3 separate regions of the Mus musculus genome follow, and regions 1 and 2 are each linked to region 3. Evidence: chromatin contacts called from public promoter capture Hi-C data. All regions are on one chromosome and are shown on one strand. Each heading gives the region's core, a stretch centred on a gene start, on an enhancer-like site or on the middle of the called end of the contact. The rest is flanking DNA. Distances are from core to core; before and after follow the strand shown. Region 1 holds the start of Olfr672 (olfactory receptor 672). Region 2 holds the start of Olfr67 (olfactory receptor 67). Region 3 holds the start of Trim30c (tripartite motif-containing 30C).

The links. Promoter capture Hi-C pulls out the DNA fragments that hold promoters and counts their contacts.
Region 1: a promoter capture Hi-C map of hippocampal neurons shows a contact between it and region 3, with 5 times the contacts expected there. The contact joins the promoter of Olfr672 here to the promoter of Trim30c in region 3. A contact is called at or near these places in 7 of 39 promoter capture datasets (the 3T3-L1 cell line, 3T3-L1-derived adipocytes, hippocampal neurons and 3 more).
Region 2: a promoter capture Hi-C map of pre-B cells shows a contact between it and region 3, with 9 times the contacts expected there. The contact joins the promoter of Olfr67 here to the promoter of Trim30c in region 3. A contact is called at or near these places in 3 of 39 promoter capture datasets (the HPC-7 cell line, pre-B cells and stem cell-derived epiblast-like cells).

The regions. Positions count from the first base shown.
Region 1 is chr7:104,995,374-104,999,717 of GRCm38.p6, reverse strand. Olfr672 (olfactory receptor 672) reads left to right here and starts at 2,816. Exons shown (of 1, transcript NM_146760.1): 1 at 2,816-3,754. The coding sequence starts at 2,816. The coding sequence ends at 3,754.
Region 2 is chr7:103,788,735-103,793,183 of GRCm38.p6, reverse strand. Olfr67 (olfactory receptor 67) reads left to right here and starts at 1,354. Exons shown (of 2, transcript NM_013619.3): 1 at 1,354-1,423. RefSeq lists a silencer at 1-207.
Region 3 is chr7:104,398,384-104,403,383 of GRCm38.p6, reverse strand. It overlaps Trim30c (tripartite motif-containing 30C), which reads left to right and starts at 2,606. Exons shown (of 8, transcript NM_001378693.1): 1 at 2,606-2,692.

The DNA.
Region 1 (4,344 bases), core at 1,567-4,066, 600 kb before region 3:
CAGTGTCACAAGGACTTCTGATAAGACTCATCTCTTCATATACCTACCAAGTTCTCTCATGAGAATTAATTTACTTTCTTGTTCCTACATTCCCAAACAGCAGATAGATAACATGATTCTGTCCATACCTATATGATATAAGGAATTTAATCAAGAATTGAAATTAAGAAATTACTACATATTTAATCTTTAGTCAACAAATGTATTTTGGGTGTCAGCTACATTCCAGATGTGATAATGGAGATAGTGGTCAATAAATCCACCCTTTTCCAATTCTGCATGAAGCAAAATTAGATGGAGATTCTGAACTGATTGAGTAGTCACAAAGAACATCCTGTAGCAGAATCAGAGAATTCTGTGGCAAGCATTAAATACAAATGCTCTGAGATCAGAAAACGGCTTTTGAGAATGAATTGCACAGGACAGGTAAAGGACAGAGAGGAGGCTCATACTGGTTCCTCCTTCTGTTCCTCATACAGATCCTTCTAACAGTGAAATTTCTCTATTTAGAGATTTTAATTTTCTGTTTCCTCTCACCAATCATGCTTCTTGTTCTTCTGAATTTTCATTTTGATTTCCTGTGATCTTAAGTTTCTACATGTTGTACAGCATCCTGTTTTCCTTGGCTCATAGAAATGTGTTCTGTTTTTTTATTATTAATACTATTTTAGCTAATTCAAGGGTCGACTGTTCGTAGATTATTTTCAGCAAGCCTCTCACCTTTGGTCCTTATTTAAAAATGTGACATCGTTATCAAGTCCTGGAGAATAGGATTGGAGGGAATATACCTCAGGTGAATTTAAACTGACTACAATTGTAAGAGACATCAGAAGTAATACAAACCATTTCAGGAATAAATTGGGAGAAATCAAGCAGTGCTTATTATAATGAGAGATGCAGCCCAAGAAACAAATGAAGAATAAAGCACTTGAACTATAATATAGCATAATCCATGGTGCTTGGTGAGGAGGGGTTGGGAGAACTTTGAGAAGGAGCCAGAAACTATCAAGATGTCATAAAACAGCTTCATGTTGATGGTAGAGGTATTCCTTTGGCCCATATGTGAGGGAATTTCATTAATTCAGGAACTATACTGCTTCTTGCCTTCCTTTTGAGTAGCAAATTTTTTAATTCTCATGGTAGTGATGATGATGACGACAATAGCAATATCATTTACTCTTTCCCTCGTGGGAACCAATAATATGGATTATTTTGAAAAGAAGTAAGCACATAACATAGACTTGAGGAATAGAAGACATAAATGAAAGTCCAAGGGTTAGTGCTTAAAGGCTGAATTAGTCTCTCAAAAAGTAATAACTTCATATCCAAGTTCAATAATGTTGCATTGAATATTTAGAAACCATGGCCTCATAAGTTATAATCCTGGTTTCAAAGATCAAAATAATGATCTTTACCCATTGGTGACAATATAAAAATCAACACAAATATAGAAAAAGCAAAAGGGTTATTATAGTTTTTAAAAACGTAAGAATTTCACATATGCATATATAATCTGTTTTCTTCTTCTTTGGTAAGTGTTGGGAAATAATCAGATCTATGGATATAAAGATAAGAATATTACAATGTTCATTTAGTATTAGGTTCTTCTATAGGGGTATGACTTGACCGGTCATGGATTTTAGACCCATTTAATGGCACCAGGCATGAATTCTGTTTTGTGGAGTTGGCCTTATTATTACTAAAATTCTCTCTCTCTTGTGTGTGTGCGTACATGCATGTGAATTCAGTTTTCATGGAGACTAGAGGTTTGGGCACATTCCCCTGAAGCTGGAGTATTAGGTTATAGTAAGCTGCCTTATATGAGTGGTGGAAAACTAACGTGGGTCCTCTGGAAGTTCACTATGCATTCTTAATCACCAAGCCATTTCTTCAGCTTCTGGAACAGGCTTTAAATCAAATGAAAAAATGTTTGGTTATTACCATGCTATTGCACTAGTGGGTTTATCTTGCCAGGCCAATTGTTACTAGATGTCAAAGATGCTTGCTTATTTTTTTCTCTTGTAGTGTACATAGGATCTACGAGTATTTTGAAAATTATTCAGGAGGGATGGAGCTTCCAGGTCAGTACTGGCTTGGTTATTTTATGTTATATAATTCCAATGGGTGATGTTTTCAGCAGTAGTATCTTATCATGATGTTCTATAGGGTACCCAAAAATACTGGCAGTAGCCTGTAGACAACCATTCAAAAAAGAGGTAACCCATACATGGCACTGGGTCTTTAGTTGATAGCCTATGTTGTTTGGTTAGCATTGTCCCTGCTTATAGTTATTTACAGGCAAGTTAAGGAGCAGGGAAGATTTCCATTGATTATATGTGAAAGTAGGCCATGGCATATGTTTTTTTACTCACATTTCTAGTTATATAAGTGCCATTTGAAGGATATTTTGGAAAGCTACAATATTATCTGTGGTCTGATCTTGTAATCATTTATCAGTTGGATAATACCTCCCCACAATTCATAAATATATATTTCAAAATGTTGAAGCCTATACAGAAGCCTGTGTGACCTGGTTAGGTTCATATCCACACAAGACTTGGTCTACATGAAGAAAAAACTTCATTTAGGTTATATGGAACAGAGTTTAAATATTCATCTATTTCTTAAGAAATATTCACATTCATATTCCATTTACATGAGTGAAAAGAAAGAGAGAAAATATGAAGTACACTCAGTGAGAAGGAACACTAATGACCTCCATTCTGTTCTTGTTCATTATTAGTGCTGATAAAGTGTTGTCAAGTCCTGTGTAGATTCCTTCAAATGAATATACCCATCAGAGACTCCTGACAACATGTCACCAGGCAACAGCTCATGGATTCATCCTTCTTCCTTCCTGCTCTTGGGAATCCCAGGACTGGAAGAGTTGCAGTTCTGGCTTGGTTTGCCATTTGGAACAGTCTATCTTATTGCTGTCCTAGGGAATGTCATCATTCTCTTTGTAATCTATCTAGAGCACAGCCTTCACCAACCTATGTTCTACTTACTGGCCATACTGGCTGTTACTGACTTGGGTCTGTCTACAGCAACTGTTCCCAGAGCACTCGGTATATTCTGGTTTGGCTTCCATAAGATTGCCTTTAGGGACTGTGTAGCTCAAATGTTTTTCATACATCTGTTTACAGGCATCGAAACATTCATGCTTGTAGCTATGGCCTTTGATCGCTACATTGCCATCTGTAACCCTCTCCGATATAACACTATCCTCACCAACAGAACAATCTGCATTATTGTTGGAGTTGGACTATTTAAAAATTTCATTTTGGTTTTTCCACTTATATTTCTCATTCTAAGGCTTTCATTCTGTGGACACAATATCATACCACACACATACTGTGAGCACATGGGCATTGCTCGACTGGCATGTGTCAGCATCAAGGTTAATGTATTATTTGGATTAATACTCATATCTATGATACTTCTGGATGTTGTTTTGATTGCTCTGTCCTATGCGAAAATTCTTCATGCTGTATTTAAACTCCCATCCTGGGAAGCCAGACTCAAAGCTCTTAATACCTGTGGTTCCCATGTGTGTGTGATCTTGGCTTTCTTCACTCCAGCCTTTTTCTCCTTCTTGACTCATCGATTTGGACACAATATTCCACGATATATCCACATCCTCCTTGCTAACTTATATGTGATCATTCCCCCTGCTCTTAACCCTCTTATTTATGGGGTGAGAACCAAACAGATTCGAGATCGTGTGGTGATATTTTTTTGCAAGGAAGTTTGACAGTGAGCTTATGACTTGTATTCTTCTAGTTTTTTCTTTTTATTAAGAAAAGAACTTATGTATAAATAAGCTTAAATAGAATAAACACATTACAGAATATTATGCTAAACACACAATGTTTCCGTATTCATGGGCAGTAAATAAGCTATGTATTTTAGCAAATATTTGTTCCAATTCTGAATAAAATATTATTGATTGATAAACAAGACTTTTATAAAGAATCCACTGATTATTGAGGAGGGGTGTAATGATTTCACTGTTTATCATGGTTGCACTGGGGGTTGAGAAAGCACTGTTTAAGATGTGGGTTCCAGGAGTATGGATCAATGAAATCAATCATAATTCCAGTTTCTTTTATGATGAAATTGGCTCCCATCATTATGTAATGATGGGAAAAAGATTGAAAAAAATCAATATCACTTCATAATCTCTTCTCACTTTTGAAGATCCAACTGCAGCAATTACATAGTGTCAAGCATGAGAGAACCTTCACTTTGAATCCAAGCAAGAAGAAATTCTCCCAGATGACAAAAAAATACAATGGAGAAATAAGTGTATAGAACTAAAGTACAAAGAGGTAAAACGAGGAA
Region 2 (4,449 bases), core at 105-2,604, 610 kb after region 3:
AGTAGGCTTGTTTCATGCATCTTTGAATAAGGGGGGTGGGGGGGTGGGGAGGAGGGCGGAAATCAGCGGAACACTTCTGCCCCCTACTGGTATGCAACAGGATCATTAGAGAAATGACCTTAAAAAGGTGGTGATACAGTTTATCCCAGTTAGCTTTAGTTGACAACCTGAGGCTGCCTAGAGTAATCCTAGAAGATAATCTCAATTGAGAAATGGACTAGATGAGATTGGCCTGTGTGCATTGCTCTGGAAGATTGCCTTGATGGTTAACTGATGAAGGAGAGCCCTGCACACTGAGGACCCATCTTTAAGCAGGTAATCCTGGGCTTTATAAGAAAGCTAGGTAATTGGGCTAAAGAGATGCCTGGGGTTTAGTTCCCAACATCCACATTAGCCTTATAATAACCCTATAGGTCGAACAACAATATGAACTAACCAGTACCCCAGAGCTCCTGTCTCTAGCTGCATATGTAGCAGAAGATGGCCTATTTGGCCATCATTGGAAAGAGAGTCCCCTCGGTCTTGAAAACTTTATATGCCCCAGTACAGGGGAAAGCCAGGGCCAAGAAGTGAGAGTGGGTGGGTAGGGGAGCAGGGTCGGGGGAGGGTATAGGGAACTTTCAGGATAGCACTTGAAATGTAAATGAAGAAAATATCTAATAAAAAATTGAAAAACAAAACAAAATAGAAGCTCATAATAACCTTTAACTCCTGGTTCAGGGGAACCTGATGCCTCTTACCTCCATGCAACATATAGTCACATACAGACACACTTTACAAAAACAAAAATTAATATCTTAATTAATTGTTAATTAACTAAATAATAAGAAGCTAAAATAATAAAAAAATGTTACTCAAAAGTCAAAAGAGATTTCTATGTCATCTTTTTGCATCTTTGGACCCTTCTAATCCTGAATAATTCTGTCATGTAACCTAGGGAACAGAAGGAAAGACAAAGAGACTTAAGATTTGAAGGAACATGTGATTTTAAAAAAAGGAACTCATTATAGTGGCTTCAAAAACTCATTCAGCACTTCCTCCCTAAATGGTATTTAGAACCTGTTACAGTAGATCCCTCCAGGGAACAGGATACGATTGTGCTAGTACAAATCTCTGACATGCAAAAAAAAAAAAAAAAAAAAAAAAACTGGAATATGTATCAATTTTACTGTCTGGAAATGCTAACCAGAAGAAATGTTTCTCAGACTGTGGAGGAGGAGGAGGAAAGTTCTCAAGAGAGGAGCCAGTACTGGACATTTCTTCTATGATACAACTCAATGCTCTTGGGCTAAACGTCTAGGGCCCAAGAGATGTCTAAAACGAGGTATAAATAAATGATCCAGATTTGTTGTTTAGGCTCATAGAATCTCCTTGCTTTTACTCTTTCTCCTGTTAAATGTCTTCAGATTTTAAACAGAAACAAGTAAGTGCAAAGTTATGTTCAAAGGAAGCTTGAAGCAGATGACAGAAGAAACTTAAGTCATGTTTTCTGCAGTTCTGACCCATAAGAGTACAACACCTAACTTAGTCAAGTTGATCTGCAATGGTGGTGTAGTTCTATTTTGAGAGATTTAGTCATCAGTCACAATGTTTCCATATTTATATTGTATTTATACAATAGTCTCTTATTTTTCTACCAGGATTTGAATATAGGTGTGATAAATTTCCAGTGGTTAAAATAAAGCTTAGTTGTTTAAACATTTTAATAAAGACAAACCTTATATATTCAAGAATGAATTCAAGAACATGTTCATAAATATATAGAGCCTTATAACATCAGGTACCAGTCCTGATGTGTATTTAAAAAACGGAGACTTGGAGATGTTAACTCTGAAAAGTGATGATGGTCTTATATTGGTAGGAACGACCGTCTAATTTAAAGCGATGCCTCCTTCACTGACTATTATAAACACAATTGATATTTTTAGACTATTGATTGTTATAGCCAGGGTAAGATAATGTGTCTTGGTTTGAGGATTATGTTATAAACAGATTTAATCTGAAGCCCAGAAAGTTAACAATTGTTTAAATTAACATTGATTTTATTATTAATGTTGGTAATTTTATGTGTGCTCTTATGTCATTTGTTGCTGCAATAAATAGAGATTTATGTGATTTTTGTAGTTATTATCCTGAAGTCCTAACAAGAGAATGGGTTTACAATGGTGCTAAATTTTTAGGTAATTTATCAGCAAGAGAACTAAAATTCAAGTAAGTAACAGTCTCTGCACACAGCCAAGTACATCTTAGTGGATAGTGCTCAGGTCCAACTGTGTGCAGGTTCAGCTGGACTGTGCAATCAATACAGTCATAGTGCATTTTACAAAGAGCACAGACCAACATTTTAATTAATTCCAAATCTTAATCCCACAGTGCAAGACAAATAAAATAAAAGATTAGTGATGGCTAAAGCTTCCCACCAACAGGGAAAATCTGAAGGATCTGTTTGCCTCCCTTACATCTTTACACCATGATTTCCCCTCCCCCCATGGAGATTGTTCTACTTCCCAGCTAAGTCCCATTCACTGGTTGGTTTATGTGAAGGGGGCAGATCCATAAATGTCCATTGTTTGTAAAGAGCTTCATGCCAATTTATGCTAAAGTCATATAGGCAGACACTGCCTTATATATTTAACTGTAATTAAATAAGAAGTGCCTAATATTTCAATCAGATAAAGGAGGTAACTTTGCATATAGTAACAAAGAAAGGTGGCGACAATACAGTGCCTTGGTGCACAGTTAGGACGCTTAATTATAGTGGACAGGACACAATTGTAGTGGAATCAAGGTACAAAAAGCATCTGGTACTCTGTTAGTTATTGTTTTGGTTAAGCACACACAAATGTGTTTTATTGTAACTTATCTACCCAGCTCTACTATTATATTTAGTTCTGACTATCTATATCATTATATGCAGCTCCATCTATATCATTGTATGCTAAGTATAATCCTTCCTATCCCCTGCTTTTCCGCATCCCACATAGTCGGGTCCTTTTGTCTTACCAAAAGTTTCCATATATATTCCTGACATAGCTATTCCACAATCTTTTTAACACCATTTCTGCTATCTTTATATCACTTACTCCTCTTTCATAATACTAACTCTATTTTTTTCTTCCTCCATTTTCTTTCTCCACTATTTTTTATTTATTTAAGTTTGGAAATAAAAATAAATTTACAATGATACATGCTTCCTCTGATATCAATATCTTACAGAACTTGGACTCTTTGTTAGACTCAATAGATTAACATGCATTTCATTCTCTTATCTATGAACAATACCACTATTTTGATGACCTACATATTATAAGCATACATATATCTACATGCAAATTTAAACTGATATTCTACATATGACAGGAAACATGCAATATTTGTATTTCTGATTCTGGCTTCCTTTGCTTAACATATTAGTCACAAGTGGCATTCACTTTCCTGTGAAAGTCAAAGTATCAGTTATCTGATGGAGATTCAGGGAAACCTTAAAACAGTTTCCATTTGTATTTTCTTGATGGCTTAGAATGTTGAACACTTTCTCAAACATTGCCCCCTTTCTCCTATTGACCACTGTCTATTCAGTCCAATAGCCCATATATTTAAGTGATGACGTTCTTTTACCCTATTTAGATTCTTGAGCTCTTTACATATTCAGAGTACTAATTTCCTGTTGGATGTACAGTTGGCAAAGGGTTTTCTCTATTAAGTAGATTGATAATCATTTTGTAACTCCATGTGCCATTTTGGGAATAAAGTTTTTGCCGTCTGCATTGAGAAAATTTTGGACCTGCCTATCAATTTGCAGTCACATATTGATGTCTATGCTGTGTGTTACCTACACACACACACACACACACACACACACACACACACACACACACACACACACACATGTACGCATGTACCTGTGCACTTAGTCTGGCAATGTATTGCCTTTTCCTTTTATTCCCTCATGTAAAACTTGTAACCAGCAAGCCACCTTTCTTCTTTTTATTAAAGAACTATGCATTCTTTACTGTGATAGGATATATTTGATTTATAGCTATCATCATTTGCTTATGTTCTGAACTTGATAATACAAAGGTATATTGTCTAATTTCCAATAGAAACTTAAGTTGGCTTTTGTAAAAGAAAATTTGACTACATAGTAGTCTTGTTCACTTCAGAGCCCAGTAAAATCTGGTATTTCAAATAGTTCAGATCTTTAAAATCTCACACAGATTTTTGAGAGTTAGGTAGTAGGCAGACAGGGATATATTTACTTCATTTTTGTGATCTTAATGGCTAATACAAGGCTTAGCATCAATTCATTGATCACTAAACATAGAAGATGGCATGTTATGCTATAATGTTTGAAATCTACCTTATCAAACTTTATTTTATGAGTAACAAATCTCAATTTCATATCCGTTTTCTTCAGGAATATGATGAGTGAGAGACTTTATGGCATAC
Region 3 (5,000 bases), core at 1,357-3,856:
TTAATAAAATTAAGCATTTAAGTTCATAAGTCTCCAGGGTTCTTTTGTTTAATATTGCTTTAATAATCATGTTCCATGGGAATCCCTTTCCTCTATTAGAAATGAATATCAATGGGTATTGCACACAGTTATAATCACATACACAGTAACACTGCTCACTAACAGTGTGGCTAGTGTTGTGCTTGCCTGGTCAACTCCATCCTCTCACTGAGGTCAGAGGGTGATGGCAGACTTGAAGGACAGTGTCTGAGTTTTGCAGAGTTAGGAGTGGAATTCTGTCTGCAGAGAATGTTCATGCAGAGCTAGATAATAGTCTGGGAATTTTATAGTTTTAATTCCCGAACAAGCCTTAAGAACAAACAGAGAAGACGGTGGGTGAGTAAAATGTGGAAAATACAGAGACATGGTAGCCCTTGCTTCTCATCCATGTACTTGAGAGTTGGAGAAAGTAGTATTCCCTGGAATTAGAGACTGTCCTGAAAACTTAGAGAGCTCTAGCCCAGGATTGAGTATAGAGTAAATCCCTGCCTCAAAAACAAATTGTTAGTGTTTGGCATAAATAGTTACACATCAGAAGGATGGGAACACCATAACATTTCTTGCCAGCAATTGTGTCACAGTAAGAACAACAGTAGAGTCTCATGTGTTCATGCAAATGTGTAGTTTAGACTAGGGGTATAGCTAGTGATGGAAGAGTAGCTCAGCATCCACAGTGCCTAGATTTCAATCCCTTAAAGTCAAAAACCAAATTAAAGAACAACAGCAAAAGCCCATGATCCCAGCACTGTGAGGCTGAGGGAGCTAGAGTTCAGTTAGAGTCTGGCTGGGGTACACTTTGAGAGCCTGTCTCAAAGGAAGAAGAGAAGGAAGAAGAAAGATCATCATATATGTGAAATGAATTCAAACTACAGGTTCATATCTGCTGTCACTCATTATCCCATATTTCAGTAGATCTGAGAATGTAGGGAAATAATGAGAGAGGGAAACAGGAGTGGGGTTGAGACAAGTGATGGTGACTGCACAGGTTTCTTCATTGTTCCCTCACACAACTGACTTTCTTTATTTAATTATTTCTTTTTTATTTTTCTTTTCATTCATTCTTTCTTTCATTGTTTACTCCTCCCTTTCTTTCTCCTTTCCTTTTCTCTTGGGAAAGTTTCATGTGTTTCCCACGCCGTCCTGACGTCACCATGGCTGAGGATGGCTTTGAGCTCCTGATCCTCATGCAGCCAGCTGCAAGGCAGGGGCATCCTGTGCTGGTTTGAATAACAATGGCCCCAGAGGCTAAGATTTTTGAATACTTGGTTCTCAGTTATCAGGACACTGTTCAGGAAAGATTAGGAGTGTGGCATTCTTGGAGAAGGTATGGCATGGGTGCAAGCTTTCAGGATTCAATAGATTCTGACCACCACCACCATTCTCTTTCTGCCTCAGGTTTGTGCCAAGATAGTGTCTCAAGTTGTGACTTCTCACTTCCTGCTCCAGCACTGTGTCTCCCTGCCTGTTATCAGGCTCTCCACTGTGGTGGTCATGAACTCTAATCCATTTAACTTGAGCCCCAAGTCAAACACTTTCTTTATAACTTGCCCTAGTCATGGTGTTTATCCCAATAGTAGAAGAGTAAGGACGACAGATGACACGTGTGTGTGTCTCCACACCTGATTTAGTACAGCGCTTAGGTTCCATCACTGGGCTCCATCACTTAGGTTCTAGGTGAACACTAGGCCCAGAGAAGCCCATTCACAACCCTACAGATTTCTACCTTCTAGTCAGGGAATGTTACATCAGTATTGTTGCTCTTTAATACAAATCCTAAATCAAATGGAAACAACTAAGACATTCTGGTGAGGGAGCCCTGGAAGGGGGAAATGAATGCATGGGTCAGATCAACACTGTGAAAGGACTAGGTCTTTTCAGCCACAGAATACATAATCTGGGGACATCATGGGGCAGCTGGAGAGCCCTCTGCAACTCACTACTCTCTCTGCTGTGAGGGTAGTGAGGTATTTCTGCCTGGCTCTGCACATGACTCCTCCCCATCCTGTCCCTGATGGATGAGGAATCTTGCTTGTGTGGCAGCTTCCCTGAACTGCAACTTCCTTCCTGTTCTCATCCTACAAGAGTCCAGCTCCAACCTCAGAGGAACACTGCAGCTTTCTGTCCCTAGTCTTGTTTTTTCCTTCCCTTTGGGCCACACTTGCCACCTAGGCAAAGCCAGCACAGGAGCTCAGGTGCAGGAGAAGCCCATGGGGAAAGCTTTCTTTCCATCACAGGCAGATTTCCAGAGGGTCAGGAACTTTTTGGATGATTGTATCATGAGTCTGAACAAGTGACATAACAAGTTCCTGTAGCTCTGAAAATGTCCCAAGTTACTGGAAGGCAGAGCTGACCTAAGGCAACTGACTCCCTCTGGTAGTAAAACCCCAGTTAATAATGGGGTACCACCCTGTTGGTTGATAGTTCTGTGGTTCCTTTTTCTCAGTTCCACCCCTCAAAGTCTTAACTTTCATTTCTCTTGTGGTTCACCAGAGCCCGTGACTAAATTCTTAGAAGCTTAGTGACTAAGTTCTCAGGGTATAGACTTTGCTCCTCTCCATGATTCTGGGTCATTTGGTTGGTGTTTGAAGGTGTGAGAACAATATTAGACTGCAGAGTTGGGAGGAATTTAGAAGAAAGCACTGTCTCTGCTTTGGTGAGTTTAATTTGAAACTAAGAAGGAAGGGGAGGTGGAGAACTGCTGGCTTTCTGCTGAGTGTTCTGGGCCTAGGAGTCAGAGGGAAGGGTGGCCTGGGGAAATAGCTCTCATGGGCTGAAGAGATCCGGTTATTTCTCCAAATTTACTCTCTTCTTTCCTAATCTTTAATTTTGAGTTGCACATGAATCTCCTGCTCCAAGAGAGAAACTGCTCTCCCTCAAAAGTAGAGCCAGGGCAGAGTTTGAAAACAAAAGTTTAAGATTTATCTGAGTAATAATGGATTTACCCATGATTCTATGGATTCATTCCCTATGTTTCTGTCCCTGTGATTAGAAGTCCTGACCTTCCTGCAGCTACCTATTCATGTATGCCACTCCAACCTCAGTAGAATCTGTGTGACAAGTTCCACAGACTGAGGTGAAAACTTCAAAAGAAGGAGGCCTCCTAGAACCAGTTGTGGAACTCTTGGCTGAAATAAAATATTGAGCCCTAGTTCTCATGGCAATTTATCTGTTTTATCTTTTTTATTCATTTTTTTATTTACAAGATGTTCCTGATAGCTTAGGCTAAGATCTTAAGTAAGAATAATGGGTAAGAAACCATCCCTTGAGATGGGGTCACTAACCATGGCCTTATCTCTGGAAAAACCAACATTTCACTTTATAAATCATGCATAAGATAGAATTGATAACTAAAAACTTTCCCAACAATAAAATTTTACATGGCTGCACATGTATCATTGGAAATAGGCTTTCGTATATTGTTTAAGAAAGCCTTAAATAAAAAGAATAAAAATACTTCAAATATATGCTTTGAAGATTTACAGAAAATCAGGTACTAGATGTTAAACAACAACTGATCATAAAAATGTATTAACTTGTTCTTGGAAATTTGCCACTAGCCTTAGATGATTTTTGTATTTTACTATGCCAAATGATTATAATAATATCTGTTCTACCTGACTGCTTCACTGAACACACTTTTCTTAGAAGTTGTAGTACTTGAATGAGAGAGAGAGGAAGAAAGGGAGAAAGGGAGAGAGGAAGAAAGGGAGACAGACAGAGGCAGGCAGACAGACACAGGGAGAGACAGAGGGAGTATGAGAGAGAAAAAACACTGGAGAAGCACACTTTCAGGAAGTGTCAGATTTCTATTCCTTTGGAACATGATGTCCCTATAGATCTCATCCTAAACTCATGGAATTGTCCAGTGTCAGCCTCCACAGCTGCAGAGATTACAGGTAAACATTACTGCCCCAGGACTTTTCTACTGTTCAAGAAATAAGCACCTGATTGAGTTTAATGATATAAAAGACTGAAAGATATCTGCTCATAGAAAGACCTAGAGAAATAAGAAAAAAAAAAGGGGACTTGGAGCAAAGAATCCAGGCATCACGCAAGCTAATGTAGACAACAGAAGACACAGGTCAGGCCTGCTGGTGTCCAGGTTGGCTTTGAAGGTTGTCACCAGCCCATCCTCTTCCCCTTTGCTCTCTCCAGCTCTTAGTTGTGGAAACCTGTGTTTTGAACTAGGGAAATACCTGTTTACCACTATATATAAGGAGATATTAAAATGCACATATTAGAGTTGTCAATTTTTAACTTTGAAAATGTCTAGGCAGTACACATTAAGCTGCTCCAGATAATACTACTCAGTATATAAAGCCTAGAACAATTTATTTGCCAGAAGTATTTGAAAAAGGACCATTTCTCATATGACATCAGCATCTTGAAATTTCATCATCAGGAAAGAAACATTTTTACGTTTTCCAGAGTTCCAATCAACCAGGAAATGGCGAAGACTCAACTCAAATTATAATGAAGTGAATTCATTAGTGCTAGTAGCTCAAAGTCTTGAAGCCAAATCAAAGGCTTGTCACCCAGAGGAGGCTGGGGGAGTGTATTTAAAAGTGGACTTCATAAATGTCTCATTTGTGTGGGATGTGTAGCTGACAAACTCCTTGTACTCCCCTCAGAAGAGAGGAGCTGTTTCACTTCCTGTTACACAGCAATACATGGGCTCAAATAAAAAAAAAAAAAAACAGAACAAGGAGTTAGTTATCTCATAGTAGTTTTATAATTCTGGGGAGGGGAACAAAGAGTTAAATTGGCCAGTAGCTTATAATTAGGAATTGAGAATAGTTGCCTAGCACAAAATGGAGTTTTCCTTAGCCATCACGACCCCAATAATTAAAAAACAATTTCTGTCTGTAGACTATTGTTTCAATTGAACAAAAGTACTTATTTTCCTTAATGTTGCTTGAAAAAAGATTTATTTTGTTGAGATTGAGGGACATTTGAGTACT